Linked DNA regions of Anas platyrhynchos: region 1 is linked to region 2. A link is a contact called in public Hi-C data. All regions are on one chromosome and are shown on one strand. The core of a region is the stretch at or near the end of the contact, and the rest is flanking DNA. Distances in the headings are between cores, read along the strand shown.

Region 1 (7,036 bases), core at 1,195-3,694, 72 kb after region 2:
AGCTAGAACTATCACCACGGTGCTAAAGGGCAGGAGGGAAAAAACAGTTGGTTTAAGCTGTATAACCACTTAGCGCTTGCTGTGCTCAGCACACAAACAAGGAATGTGCGGGGTGCTAAAACACTTCCCCATCCCCATCCCCCTGATGTTCACACCTGATGGGTACACAAACAACAATTTTGCATCACAAGCTTTTTTAAAAGAGATTCACGGTAAATAGCTGGTAACTAATAATTACAGCTCATGCTTCAGTGCTAGATCAGCTCTACATACCCATTTACCAATGCAGACATCCAAAGCTCACAATAAGAATTTGGGAAATAATGCTACCTATGAAAGCTGAGCTGCTCTTACACTGAAGATAAAATTAGACCATCTACATCCAAATGTTCTCAACTCACTGACATAGCTGCTATTACTTAAAGCATCAGCTAGCAGTTCTGATGGGAATGCAGCAGCTATGGAGACAAGTCTCTCCAAGATACTCTGAGCTGAGCTTACAGTAGGAGGTAAGATCAACAGGACGGTTGAAAAGCATTAATTTTGCTGATACCTCACCATTCTGATTGTGCATACAACAGATTTCTCCTATGATACAGAAATTACAATAGAACTTCAGATACCAAGTACTAGCATCAAGGGATGCACACAGGTCTTTTTCTCCCCATCTCACCTGTCAGTAAACTCAATACAGTCCTGAGTTTAATGGCCCTTGAGTCATAGTTTAGTACTTATTTTGTAACAGCTGATGTTCTGTCCTTAAAAGAAGGACTGAATATGACATTGACATCAGATCGCCTAGCGTGGTAGGTTTTTCTATGAGATACCAGCACCTTTTGAATATATGAGCACAAGAGTCTACCTACAGCGTATACCATAACTACAAGTATAAAAAAGTCAAAAAAATATCACTTTGAACGTATTCCTTCATTTCTTGTGGCAAGCATTGCTCACTGGGTCTTAATGAAGGGCAGGACAGGAAAGCTTATAGGAAACGGGACACAAGCACCCTCTTTACAAGATGTACTTCCATCCTACCGCAGAGGGAAGAAGGCCACTGAGCACAGCCACGGGGGCTGAGCTGGAGTAAGACCTCCTCCACCCCTGATGGTGCAGGGCCACTTGACAGCGCAAGCTACGAGGCAACTGACGATGCTGGAGATGCATTTAATCACGGCACATCCAGGGCCTGGCACGTTCAGGACCACCAGGTCGCCAGGTTTTCTGCTTTCTGACACAGTCCTGGTCGCACTGCTGCTGCAGGGCCCTTTTCCAGGCGCAGCGAGGAGCAGCTCTCCGTCACACCACGCCGGGAGCCAGCAGGGCACGGAGCATCGCCTCCTACCCACCTGGCATCCACATGGGGTGCGGGTTATGGGGCAGGTGCTGCTCCACACCCTGCCCACGGGTACCTGCGAGGTGCAGGGCTGCACAACTGGGCCCAGGAGGACAGCGACTGCCACAGGGGCACCCCCACAGCACCCCGGGGTGCTGGGCTCTTGCCCCAGCGGGGCTCCTGCTCCCAGCCCAGAGGTGCTGGTGGGTGCCAGGCTATCAAATCGCCTTCCCCGGCTGCCCCAGCCCTCCTCACCGAACAAAAGGCCGGGATGAGGCCCCAAAACGTCCCTGCGGGGCCCGGCCAGCCCCGGGGGAAGGGGGCGAGCCCGCAGCACGGCGGCCCCACAGAAGGGGGGCGAGGAGCTGGGGCCAGGAGCCGGGCGCCCCCCAACCCCGGGCCCTGCGGCAGGAGGGCTGCCGGGGGGGGATGGACGCAATGCAACAGCTCGGGAAGCGGGGAGGGAAGGAAGGAGAGAGGGAGGGAGGGAGGGAAGGAGCGAGGGGGCCGCACAATGAGGCCGGCGGCAGCCCCTGCCGCTAACAAAAGCTCCCCAGCCGCGGGGGTCGCACCGCGGGGCTGTCCCCGGGAGGGGGTCTCCCATCGCCCCCCCCCAATTCCCCCTTATTTCTCCCCGGTCCCCCCCCCAACCTCCCAAGGCTGCTGGCACGATGCAGCCTCCAGCTCCGGGGAGCCGCGGCACAAAGCGGGCCGGTCCCGCCGCCCTCCTCCCCGCACCGACCTTGAGCCGCCTCGGGCGCCCCTAAGGTTTTGGTCACCGCCTTCCAGACGTTGCAGCCCAGCAGGCAGAGGAGAAGCGCCGCCGACCTGCTCATCGCCGCCGGGAGGGAAGCGAAGCGCCGCCGGAGCCGCTGCCCCGAGCAGGAGGAGGAGGAGGAGGAGGAGGAGGAGGAGGAGGAGAAGGAGGAGGAGGAGGAGGAGGAAGAGCCGCATCAGGGGCCGGCCCGCTCCGCGCCTCCCTCCATGTTGCCGGGCGCTGCCCCTCCTGCTTTCCCCGCCCGGCCGCCGCTGCCCCCGTCCCCCCCGGGCCGGGCGGGGAGGAGACGGGGGAAGGGCTCCGCGGCCCCGGCTGCCTGCGGGGGGGCACAGCGCTCCCTGCCGGCCCTGCCCCGCCGAGGGGGGCGGGCGGACGATGGGGGTCCCTCCGCCGAGCCCCGGAGCCCGGCCGTGCTTACCTGCCCCCGGGGTTCGTCCCCGCTATCCCCGCCGCCCCCCTGCCTCCCCTCGGCAGCCGCAAAATGGCCTCTGCCTGGCGGGGGGGGACGGGGGGACGAGGCGGGCGAGGGGCGCGGTGGCTCGCAGGGGCCTGCTCGCCTGTTGCAGGGCGAAAATAAAGGCTAGGGAGGGCGAAGGGCACACGGGATCATTTCGGGGAAAGGGCCTTCAAAAATGGGGCAAGAAAGGAAGGGCGAGCGGCTGAAGGCAGATGCTGGAGGCCGAGGTGGCGGCTCTGCGCCCGCTGTGGCCTTGCAGAGCCCGTGGGGATGCAGTGGTGGCTGTCACCGCATCCTAGCAGGCCTCACAGGACGGTTTCTCTCAGGTTTAATCTGCCCCATCCGTAAGAGCATCTCTTGGTGTACATCTCTCGGTGTACATCTCTCGGTGTTACTTTCTCCCCAGGAGATGACACAATGCCGCAGCGCTCACGGCTGCCTGGCTCTGCTGAGCGTTGTGCTTCCCAGGTGCTGCTCATGTTTCCTGACTGCTGCTAGGGACAGCTATTATGGCAAGTCTTTATACAGCTGTGCAAAGCAAAGCCTCGGCCCCACCAGCTCACGGATTTCCCATGATCTGGTCCCAAATGCTGTCTATGCTTCTGTTTGCCTGTAAGGCTGAAGTTCGCATACATGGAAGTTTAATCCCTCATAGAGGCATCTTATTTTATGGCTTCAACTTGTAACAATTCTATTTTTAAATAAAATCTACCATAAAAATGTTGGATATTTATTTATAGGAAGCAATACAGTTGTTTACCACCACTTCAGTATGTAACCAGACTAGCTACCACAAGCTACAGGTTGTTTCTTTACTGAATTTTATGCAACTCATATCCCAGAAGTATAAAACTGATTTTGCAATCCTTGAATATTTTCCATTTTCTTTTTGGAGACACTCCAATTGATTATAATGTATTTTACCCTGATTTTATTGTTAAGAGGTTCAAATACATTTTCTTAGACTTGACAACAATGGTGTAGACATTGCTATTTTTTATTACTATTATTATTTTTATTGAGAGTTTGGAGGATTTATTTCTAAAGCTCGTTCCTATGAGAAAAGTAGTTACAGAAAGACTATTCATTTCAAAGAACAGACCAAGTGAGCGCATACAGATCATCTGATCTTATCCCTGTATCTTAAAACAAAGATTTGAATACTGTCTCGTGTCCTGTCTGAACATTTGCAATGAACCAAAAATGGTCTGAAGAGCCCAGAGGATTTAAAACAGAAAACAGATGAAGGTTTGGAGGCTGTTAGTTGCTATCATAGAATCACAGAATCATTAAGGTTGGAAAAGACCTCCAAGATCATCTGGTCCAACCACCAACCATCATTACTATGACACATTCCTTCATAAAGAAAGAACGTTAGCCATATGGTAAAAAAAAAAAAAAAAAAAAATTGCATACAGTCTACCACCTTTTTTAAGATCCTACTTCTCTTTCTTTGGATGTCCATGAATTTAAATTAGTACAAATAAGATGAAAGCCATAGCTTGAAAGTTAAGTGTAAGAGATCTCTGACCATAAAGAAAGCCAGACCTATTTCTTACAAAGAATATGCATTTTCCTGAATATAGTTTTATTCCTTTCATAGAAAACGGATACCATGGTCCTTGCAGCATCAGCAGATAACTACTCCAAACAAAATTTTGACTATTTTTGGTGTTTGAAAAACTTGCTGTTTTAAATTATCAGTAAACCCTACATCACCTCAAAGAAGGCGTTAGTCTGTGTATAGCATCAAAAAGCTACCATACTTTGTCTCTTTGTTAGCCATTTTAAGAACATTGAAGCAAAATAAACAGCATAGAAGTGCTTTTCCATTTCTGATTAGTATGTCTGGGTAGCTGTAGCAATGGAAACAGATTTCAAGTTTCTGTATTACATCAAAAATGCTTCATTTTCTGTAGACCAGAACTTGGCACGAGTCAAGTTTTTGCAAGAGCAAGCTGAAACGGGCTGGAAAGTACTGCACTATTAGTCCATGTAATGAGGAAAAGTTTACTCTAAAGCAACAAGATACCTGGATATTTATTATTAGCATTATTATATTAGCATATTTTGATAACAATTTTGCCATCAAATGTTGGCATTGAATATATCTCCTCAGAATGGTTGGGGTGGAAAAGAAATGAGATATTGCACTGAGAAATAGGATATTACACTGACTTTTGTCCAGAATTTACATTTATGAAAGTAAAAAGCCCTTTACATGGGGCTTGATCATGTTTTACAAAAAATACAAACTTTTGCTTTATCACTACTAAACAAATATTCTGTTTCAAGATTCAGCTTTGGCGGCATTTGTTCACCCGACCAAATTCAATGCAAATTCAATGAATTTGCAGTTTCAGAAGAGAAAGGTTTGTAATTCATAGTAAAAGCTACAGGCGTATGGAAAATTAACTTTGCTTTTTCCTCATTGCCTTCTTCCCTCAAATAAGAAAGACAATGTGTAGCCACTCAGCATAGCACCTGCCCCTCTCCTGTGGCTGTACATTGAGAACTATCAAAACTCATCAGGATTATAGACTGCTCTGGCCTTACCCTGTTATGTTTCCCTACCTAACTTGAGTAAGGTTGAAATTGAAATTGAAATTGAGTAAGTTATGAAATTCAACTTTGTAAGGCTAGTGGTCTCATAGCTTTCAGGTTTTATTTAGCCTGGGAAATACAGCTCGCCAATCTGGATCCATGACTAAGAGATGCCATTATCTGCTACCACTTCACAGAAGACAATTAGATGTGAAGATAGGACGAAAGCTTTGTGGGAAGTGGTTATTCAGAGATCTCTTATTTCCAAATGACGTATCAGTTAATATCTGTATATTGATATTACAATATTCCATCTAAAGATAACTTCTCAGACGATGAAAAGAAAAGCGGTATTTTCCACTCTATTTCCATAACTAATTTGACCTTCTGCAATGAGATGCAGACACCTGATCCTAAATAGGCTATGCATATTTTAAAAACAAGCTATATATACAATACCACAGGCTTCCTGTGTTAGCTCTCTTTATTGGAGCCCAGATATACTTAAAGACTATACTGAGCACACAGGGCTTGTCTCTTTCCCAAGTAAGCTAAATTTATATATATAATTATATGGTAGCACTCTCATAAATGCACCCATTCATGTCATGAAACCAAGCTATTCTTCCAAATAGCTCCTCTTGAGATGATCCTTTCTCCCTTGCTTCAATGAGCACTTAAGTATCTAATACTGACATATTGGTAACGCCATTGATTTCTGAATGAACACTCACTGTGACATGTGAGATAGTTCATGTCTTAGAGCTCAGTTCAAATCCTCTTCAGACTTAAGCAAATATCAGTTACACCCCAGTCATGTTTTCATGCTTTTTTTTTAATTATTATTATTGGTACCTATTGGCTATACACCTTTATAGGAAAAAAGGAGCCGATTTCCTGCAGCTTGAGTAAACAACACATGAGAGATGTCAGTAAATCCCACTGAAATACAGTAAAATGCCCTGAGACAGGCTCCCGTGAGAGTTTAGCTAACTCTGCTCATTTCTATTTAGGAGGGATATTTGAGCCCTGGTACTGGAGGTGCAGCAGGGACAGGATGTATTCTTAACCCAAGCTGGGAAATAAAATGTCTCCTTTCTACAGCATTTCCTATTCCTCTAGTCCAAGCTGAGGCTACACATTATATATATTCACATTGTATGAACAAATTTCTAAATAGTTGACCCTTCAAGTAATGTATACTAATATACTTACTACATGATTAGCTATTACTAAGGCTGTTAGCACCAGGCATTAGTGAACAGATATTCAAAGAGTGCCTTGAAGACTATATACTTTACTTCGAGGTTAGGCTTGTAGTTAAAATTTTCAGTTTCCTATGGTGAGTAGTTTCACAGATGCTTTTGAATGGTGTGTTGAATATGTTTAAACAAAAATTCAGGCTAATTAGTTCCTTTGTGTTCTCTCTCACATCTTCTAGCACATCTTTTCAGGTGGTATTATTTCCATGTGTACAAATGTAACTTCTGAAAGCAATGCTCAGACAGCCAACGACAAATCTATAACACATTAACAGTTAAATATTTTCTATATAGCAAGTGAATTCAGTGATCCAAGAGGCACAAACATTTGTCGTAAATACATATCTGTAGCAAGCTGTTCTCCAGCCTTTCTGGGTGCTAATACCAGTCTGTGCATTTAAGAATGGCTTTGAAGTACTTTTATCATTTCTAGCAGAGTCCTTGTTTACCAGCGTGCAAGTTACATGACATATGCAAGATCACACAACTAAATATTAAAAAAAAAAAAAAAAATGAGTGTGTGAGTACAAAGCCCTGAAGATTACTTTGGAATGCTCCTGGTAAGCAGAGCCAGCCACTGATTTTGTGGTATTCAACATTTTCACATTAAAACTATAGAAGATATCTAGTCCTAGATTTTTGAGAGAGAACAAAGTTTT
Region 2 (6,847 bases), core at 1,863-4,362:
TTCCTCTATTACTGCTCAGTGAAGCCAACACGCTGATCCAGGACTCAAGTCAGGGGAGCTGTCTCCTGGCTCAAGCTAATGGCAGGGGGAAAACCTAGGAGTTTCTTAACTCTTTCCTCACAAAAATTGCATTTAGCGTTACTGATATCTTGGAATAAATGTTGCCATTTAACAAAATTCTTCTAAAAAACCTTTTAAAACTGCTGCCCAGCATGCCTTTCTACATTTAAGTGAAGTAAAGTACGAAAACTACCATCAATAACACTGCAAAAGATATAAAAAATGAGAGTACTTTAAGAAAACTTCTAATAAAAAAAAAATCAGATAAAGCTGAGCTCCATCTGACTGCAGAAATACCCAAATACCAGAGACAGTCTGAAGATTTCAGCAGAGCAGAAGTTCTGCTAGAGTTATTACTCTGCTGCAACTTTGATTGTGATGAGCATGCTTTATTTATCTCAGACAGCTTTTAGGACTTTCCAATAAGGGGGGAGAGGTTACTATCCTAAGTAATTTTAGCAGCAAAAGGTTTTCATATTAGACCTCCATTTTAGCACACATTCTGCACTAAAAACGCCTTTCTGTTATCTAACTTACTTCTCAATCAGCTTGAAAAAAAAAAGCACTTTCAGCAAGGAGAGTATCCAGATGGGCAGCTATTGCAGAAAATCCATTATGTAAAACCTGTTCTAGACTATTTCTCCACAAAATCAGGTCACTGCACGTATGGCCAGCCTGCCCAGAAAAGACACGTCCTATTGTCTTCGAAGATGCTATTCAGTCTGACAGCTTGCTGGATCCAGACAGCACAAATGGGACTGCTTTTGCAGTCTAGAGGCACGGCGCCTCAGATCAAGTCACTACTTTCATATATTTAAAGCTAGGCTTTACTATTTTAGATTAATCTCTAGTAAAATCAGTGGAAACGTACGCCCTTCTCGCTTCCATGTGTGTGACTGTGCCCGCTGACAATCACACACTGCTCCAACCAAAGTAAATGGCAAACCTCCTGTTGGCTTACGGGATGCAGGACTGGGCTGAATTCAGGCAGCACTGCCACGCGAGGCCATCTGCTCTGGATAGATGCATGTGACTCCTATTAAAGTCAAGAATAAAGGAGACAAATGCCCCTTTTAGCTGGGTGTGCTGACTTCAATAGGAGTTTGCACATTGGCATTCGAGCACCAAACTCAGCCCTCTGGGGAATGTGTAATAGCGCTTAGTTCATATCAAACTTTCTAAGCTGACCAATTCAGAGCCTTCCAGATCATTACCGCTGCGCTGACTTCTGCTTTCTTTGTGCATCCTTCCTATTGCTGATCAAAACAATTCTGGTCAGTGACAGTTAGAGGAGTGTCCTGTAGCCAGCAGCTTCTCCTAAGGACAGTCATAATGTATAAATAACACCAGTGTTTAAATTTATGGCAGCTGTGGTTTTCTTTTCCATAATTTACTTTTACACATGAGCTTTTGTTAAGAGGGTCGTCCACTGACTAAGCACAGTTTGCTATTTACTTTGGTTCTTTTAAACAACTTGGTGATAGGATCATCCAATCACACTGAAAGGTATCAAGCAGGGAACCAAAGTTGTGCTACTTATACAGCACAAATGATTTCCTTCCAATTGGTTTGGCAAATAAGAGGATTTAATTAGCCAGAGAGCAAATTAACCCTAATCCCATTAGATGAATTTATTTTTATTCACAACATTAACTTCCCCGGACAAAAGATTTTTTGAAAGAAAAGACAGAGGCTTTTAACAGTACTATTTAATAGCGTAGATGTTTTAAATAAATATTTTTTAATGAGAAGTGGTTTTCTTTCAGCACAGCTCTCTTCTGTGATGTCTACAATGTCTTGTAGGAACGTCCTGTTTAAGCAGAGATTCCCATTCAAATGGAGGTGTGTGTGTCAAAAGGCAAGAGCCAGCTTATTATCAGACAGACTGCGGGACTGCAGAGGATATTCAGAACACCCCTGCCAGTGTTTCTAGAAGTAATTGATTTAGACACTTCCAATGGCAATGTTATTATGGAGAGTTAATCAAGGGCGAGTTTTGAAAATAACTTCTTGAAGTACCTTCTGACATACACAAATTGTAGCTTTTCATTCTACCAGCTGAAAGCTGCTTATCAGATTTCTTTTTCCAGCAGAAAATCACCTCTAATCTGCATCTGCATAGGAAGTTTTCCTACAGAAGGATGTTTTTTTTTAGTTTTACTTTTGTTCATTTTATAAGCAGCTAAAAAACAAGGAAATAGGAGGTTGAAAAATTCTTCCTTGTGACTATCGGTAGAGATTACTCTCCTCCTTTTCCTTCCCCCAATGCACACAGGTTTAAAAATTTTCAGTATTTAAGTTAATATTACATTTTTGTTTTTTTTTGAGTTGCTAGGCAACATCAAAAAATAAACGTCCTTGCTCTGAGCTCATACCTTCATTATTCTTCCAGTGTTACAGAGTTGGTTACACAAGCCTTCCGTGGCTAAGTCCTGCTACTGTTTAGCAGCACCATCATTATTTGGTGTGCTCTAAGGGAAACACACTCTTCTAACCTACCTGGAAGACTTCTGCAAAATCTACCAGTTCAATTCCTGACTAACGCCTGAGAAGCTCTGTAGCTTTTGCAAACTCTATTCATCTTTCCCTCAAATCACCTGTCAATATATAACAAAAGAGCATGCCAGTTTTTATTTAATAATTTTAATTGTGTCTGGGCAGAAGGCAGAGCACATCGTACAGGAACTGCAAGCATTGTTTCGGTCCCCTCAGCATTTCCTTCCAGAATGCCAGAACAGAAGTGACTTATTAAATAAAAATGACTTCCATGCATAATTCTTGCTTAATAATTATATTTCAAAAAGGAAAGCTTAGTTATGCTTGCTGAGCCACCATCCCTGGTCACTCGTGTACATGAAAGATACTGCCTTTAATCCTCACTTTATCATATTATTAATCACAGTCAGCTATTGACAAAATTATTAGAACAAGTAATAAGTAAAAGGATGAGGCAATTCAACACACTGCATGCCTTTTCCTTCACTCAGCCTCACGTCACACTCACGGTCTCAGGCTGGCAGTGGAAGCAGAAGCCTGTTGTGATTTATCTACCATCCCAAGGCTGCGGAGCAAGGCTGTCCCAGGGCTTCCCCGGCTTCTTCCAACCCCAGCCAGACGCTTCACACTCGATGTGCCCTCCTGCTCTATGCATTCCTACCTCTATTTCCACCAACCTTCAATTCCTCTCCCACTCAAGAGCGCTTGCTTGTGCGGCTGCTTTTCTCCACTTCCCGAGTTTTGATGTCTATCTTGTCCCACCTTCTACTGCGTGGCTTCTGTAGGTGGAGCTACAGGGCCATCTACACAATACAATGTATAGTCTATTAATAAAACCTGTTCCCAGAAGCAATGCTATTTGTTTCAAGTTTGATTTCCTTGACAACATAATGGTAGATTATTTTCACATAGCAAGTTTTGGCACCGACCTGATTCCTTCAACGTCCTCTTAATCTCCCCAAAATGCTCTGCTTTGCCACAGAGTCCTCTTGCCACCACTCACTCAGCTCAGACAGCACAAGAGGTGGGGACAGGATCAAGGAATCCATTCACATCACTTACACGTGTGAAGACCACAACAGACATTTTTAAAACAATGTACATATCCACAAACAAACCCGGCTGCCTCCTGTGATCCACTGCACCTCTCCGAAGGACTCAAGATAGAGAAACATACCTCAGCGAGCAACACTGTGAAGCATCAGGGGAAGAGCTTCTTTCTTTTCCTTTCACTGCTGAGGTCTGTCTACTACTCTGCAATTATATCTGCACCTATTATGTAGACATCGTATATGGTAAAAAGCTGGGTTTGGGAGCTGCCATTTCTATGGCAACACACAAAATATGGAATTCTTTAAAAGCAGTTAGTTAAAAATCTGTATTCCTCGGTGTATTTAGTTTTTAAGAATAATCTAACCTTGACAGTTAATATAGGAAGGAAGTCACAGAATCACAGAATGGCGAGGTTGGAAGAGACCTGTGAAGATCATCGGGTCCAACCCCCTGCCGAGCAGGATCACTCCGAGCACGTTGCACACGATGGCATCCAGGCAGGTTTTGAATATCCCCAGAGAAGGAAACTCCACAACCTCTCTGGGCAACCTGTTCCAGTGCTCTGTCATCCTCGCAGTAAAGCAGTGCCCTCGCATATTACAGAATCACAGAATGGAAATGAAATTCAAATCGTCAAGGAACTTGTATCAGCATTGTGGAGGCTTCATCTCCCTGCAGTCTGCAAAGCTGGTTATGCTGCCTGTATTAAAACCAGGCTTTGGGGGCAGAGAACATGTTCACTGTGCTGATTACAGTAATGCATTTTTTGCTGGGACTCGGGGCAATGCAAAAGCCAATTACAGTAACAGTGTTATGCACATCTCTCACACGTAGCAAACCCAGAAAAACCCACTGAGAAGCACATGAAGTCCCAGGTCACGTAAGCAGCTGTATGTAGTCCAAACACAGTCCGTCCGACCTAAGTTCAGAGCATGGACTGCATTATTTTTTTGTTAATTTAGTTCATGTCTATCGTGCAGTGCATGAATATGGTGGCAATCAGAAGTTAACTGAATCCACAACAAAGAGGAATGCATTTTATTTTTAAACTATGAAAAAGTTGTTGTTTCCTTTGGGAGAATTATTATTGCTACCACATGGGAAGTTCAAATTGGAGACTTTTACAAGTCACCTTATCTAGAACTATTAGACAGGCAGACATAACCTGCTACAGGTCCTGACAGGAGCTGCTCCTCTCTTCCTGTAAGCGCTAGGAACATAAAATGAACTTGATCTACACGAAATACAACTAAACCATATTGCAGTCAAGTTTAAATAGGTACCCACAGTCTTTATATGTAAGTATATTCTCACAACTTCTTACGAGCACAGAAAACATTATCTTCATTTTGCTGAAGAAGGAACACGTAGGACATTCTGACTCCACAAAAATCAATGGATATTTTTTCAGTGGAGGCAGCACGTCACCCAATAAAAAGTATCAGACATCCCAATGTATTTAGATATCTATTATGGCATCAAATGCAGCCAGAAAGCACTGACACAGCACAGTGAGAGTACATAAAATATTGCTCTTTATAAAGCTATAAAAAGAGTTCCCCAAGATACTTGTCTCCATATTCTGCTATCACTTTACATTAATACATGGTTGAGCTTTCAGGCACTGGGGAAAATCTCCTCCCCTGTGAAGAAGCTAGCAATTTAAACCCCACAAGGTCATGTCAGCGACGTACACCAAGTGTTTGGGGAGGAGCAGGAACAGAGAAATAGTACTCTGAACTTCATGTATGTTATTGCACAAAAGGGAACACATTTTAAGGAGTGAAGAGACAAAGGGAGGAGGTTTATCTCCTTCACTCCAAGAGTCTTTTGCCATACACTGTTGAGAAGTGTTGAAAATATTTTCCTGTTCCTTGGTGGGATTCAGATGCATCGGTACTGTCACTAAAGAATAAACTTCACTTCCATATTATGTGATCTGCAGTATTTAGTAATACTTTTAAGTCATTCATACAGATCTAGATATAGATCTAGTAGTCTACAGGCAATGTAATGCTTCCATACCACATGGGATGAAAATGACAACTTGAAATGAAGAGTTCTGGTCTTACAGTTTTGCTCACTGATTCAAATGAAAAATGGACAGCTTAGCATAAAGCAAAAACCATTCCAATGTTCAAATGGCTGAGGAGAACACATCTAACTATTCATAGGCGTGATATTTTGCCCAGCTGGTGGGAGCAGGAAAACATTCAGGAGGTAAAAAGTTAAATTTCAACTGGGATGTGTAGTGTGTAGTATTCATTTCTGACAGAAATGGACAAGGTTAGAAAGAAGTCCGGGACAGAAATTTGGTGTATATTGCTGTAAATCCTACTGACATCAAGGCAAACACACAAGGAGGAAGTCATGATCCCAAACATCTGCTTATGGATAAAGAAAAAAATGAAAAGTTTTCAACCACTTCAGAGTTTGGAGGGAAATAAGACAGGACTTAGAAAATGGAAAAACAAAACAAAACAAGAATCACTAAACAATCCTGATTATAAAAATGAAAATCCATATCTCTTATGTTCAAAACTGAAATATAAGCACTCTTCCAGTGGTGCATGAGATCCAAGAGAGATACAGGTATATCAACAGTGCAGAATGATGAAATTGCATTTTACTGTATGTCTCCACAACATCAATGCACCTGTGCCTATTACCAACACTAAGAATTGCTGCAGAGAAAGGTGGCTGAGTATCTCCAGCACAAGAACAAGGTTGGAAGCATTCATTTGTCCTAAAACTTCTCCAGAGCATAGTTAGATGCTCTTCATTTCATTAATTATTCACAAAGGTATTAGTGCTTTAATTTGTTCACCATGCAGGCAAGGCAATAAGTTTGTTTTGTAATGAAACATCTCGTTTGTAACAATATAAACTAGATGCAGCAGATTGTCTTATCTTGGTGTCAGCCTGCTTTTTCTGGCTGGCTGTTTCATCAGTGTCAGTGGAGCTACCCTCAGCCTTAAGCAAACTATGCTGCTTCTCCCCCTTCTCTCTCCAGTTCTTCCTGGAGAAAAGACAGAAACTGTGGCAATGAAAATACAGACTGTTTATGGTAAACATCCTAAGAAGCCATTAATTATTTTTGGCTGCAGTAATATGCAAATACGCATAATTTCTGTAGAAACTATGAAAATCTCTGCACTTCCAGTCAGATGCCACTGGGTTTATATCAGTACATCATGAGCTCAGCAGAACGTTTGCGATTCTAAGAACTGAAATACAT

Evidence for each region. A called contact is a pair of places that touch in the nucleus more often than the background predicts.
Region 1: a Hi-C map of F5 follicle shows a contact between it and region 2, with 2.3 times the contacts expected there. The contact joins the promoter of FAM171A1 here to the enhancer-like site in region 2. A contact is called at or near these places in 4 of 8 Hi-C or Micro-C datasets (F1 follicle, F5 follicle, skeletal muscle and 1 more).

The regions. Positions count from the first base shown.
Region 1 is chr2:137,638,136-137,645,171 of IASCAAS_PekinDuck_T2T, forward strand. It overlaps FAM171A1 (family with sequence similarity 171 member A1), which reads right to left and starts at 2,445. Exons shown (of 9, transcript XM_072033672.1): 1 at 2,079-2,445.
Region 2 is chr2:137,565,044-137,571,890 of IASCAAS_PekinDuck_T2T, forward strand. All of the region lies in intron 6 of FAM171A1 (family with sequence similarity 171 member A1), which reads right to left. Among named protein-coding and RNA genes, the nearest start is that of NMT2, 26 kb to the left of the region's middle. Within about 2 kb of position 3,113, at least 2 of the 8 cell types and tissues checked have an H3K27ac peak or open chromatin away from gene starts, as enhancers often do. A contact at or near this core is called in F1 follicle and F5 follicle, where this site is marked.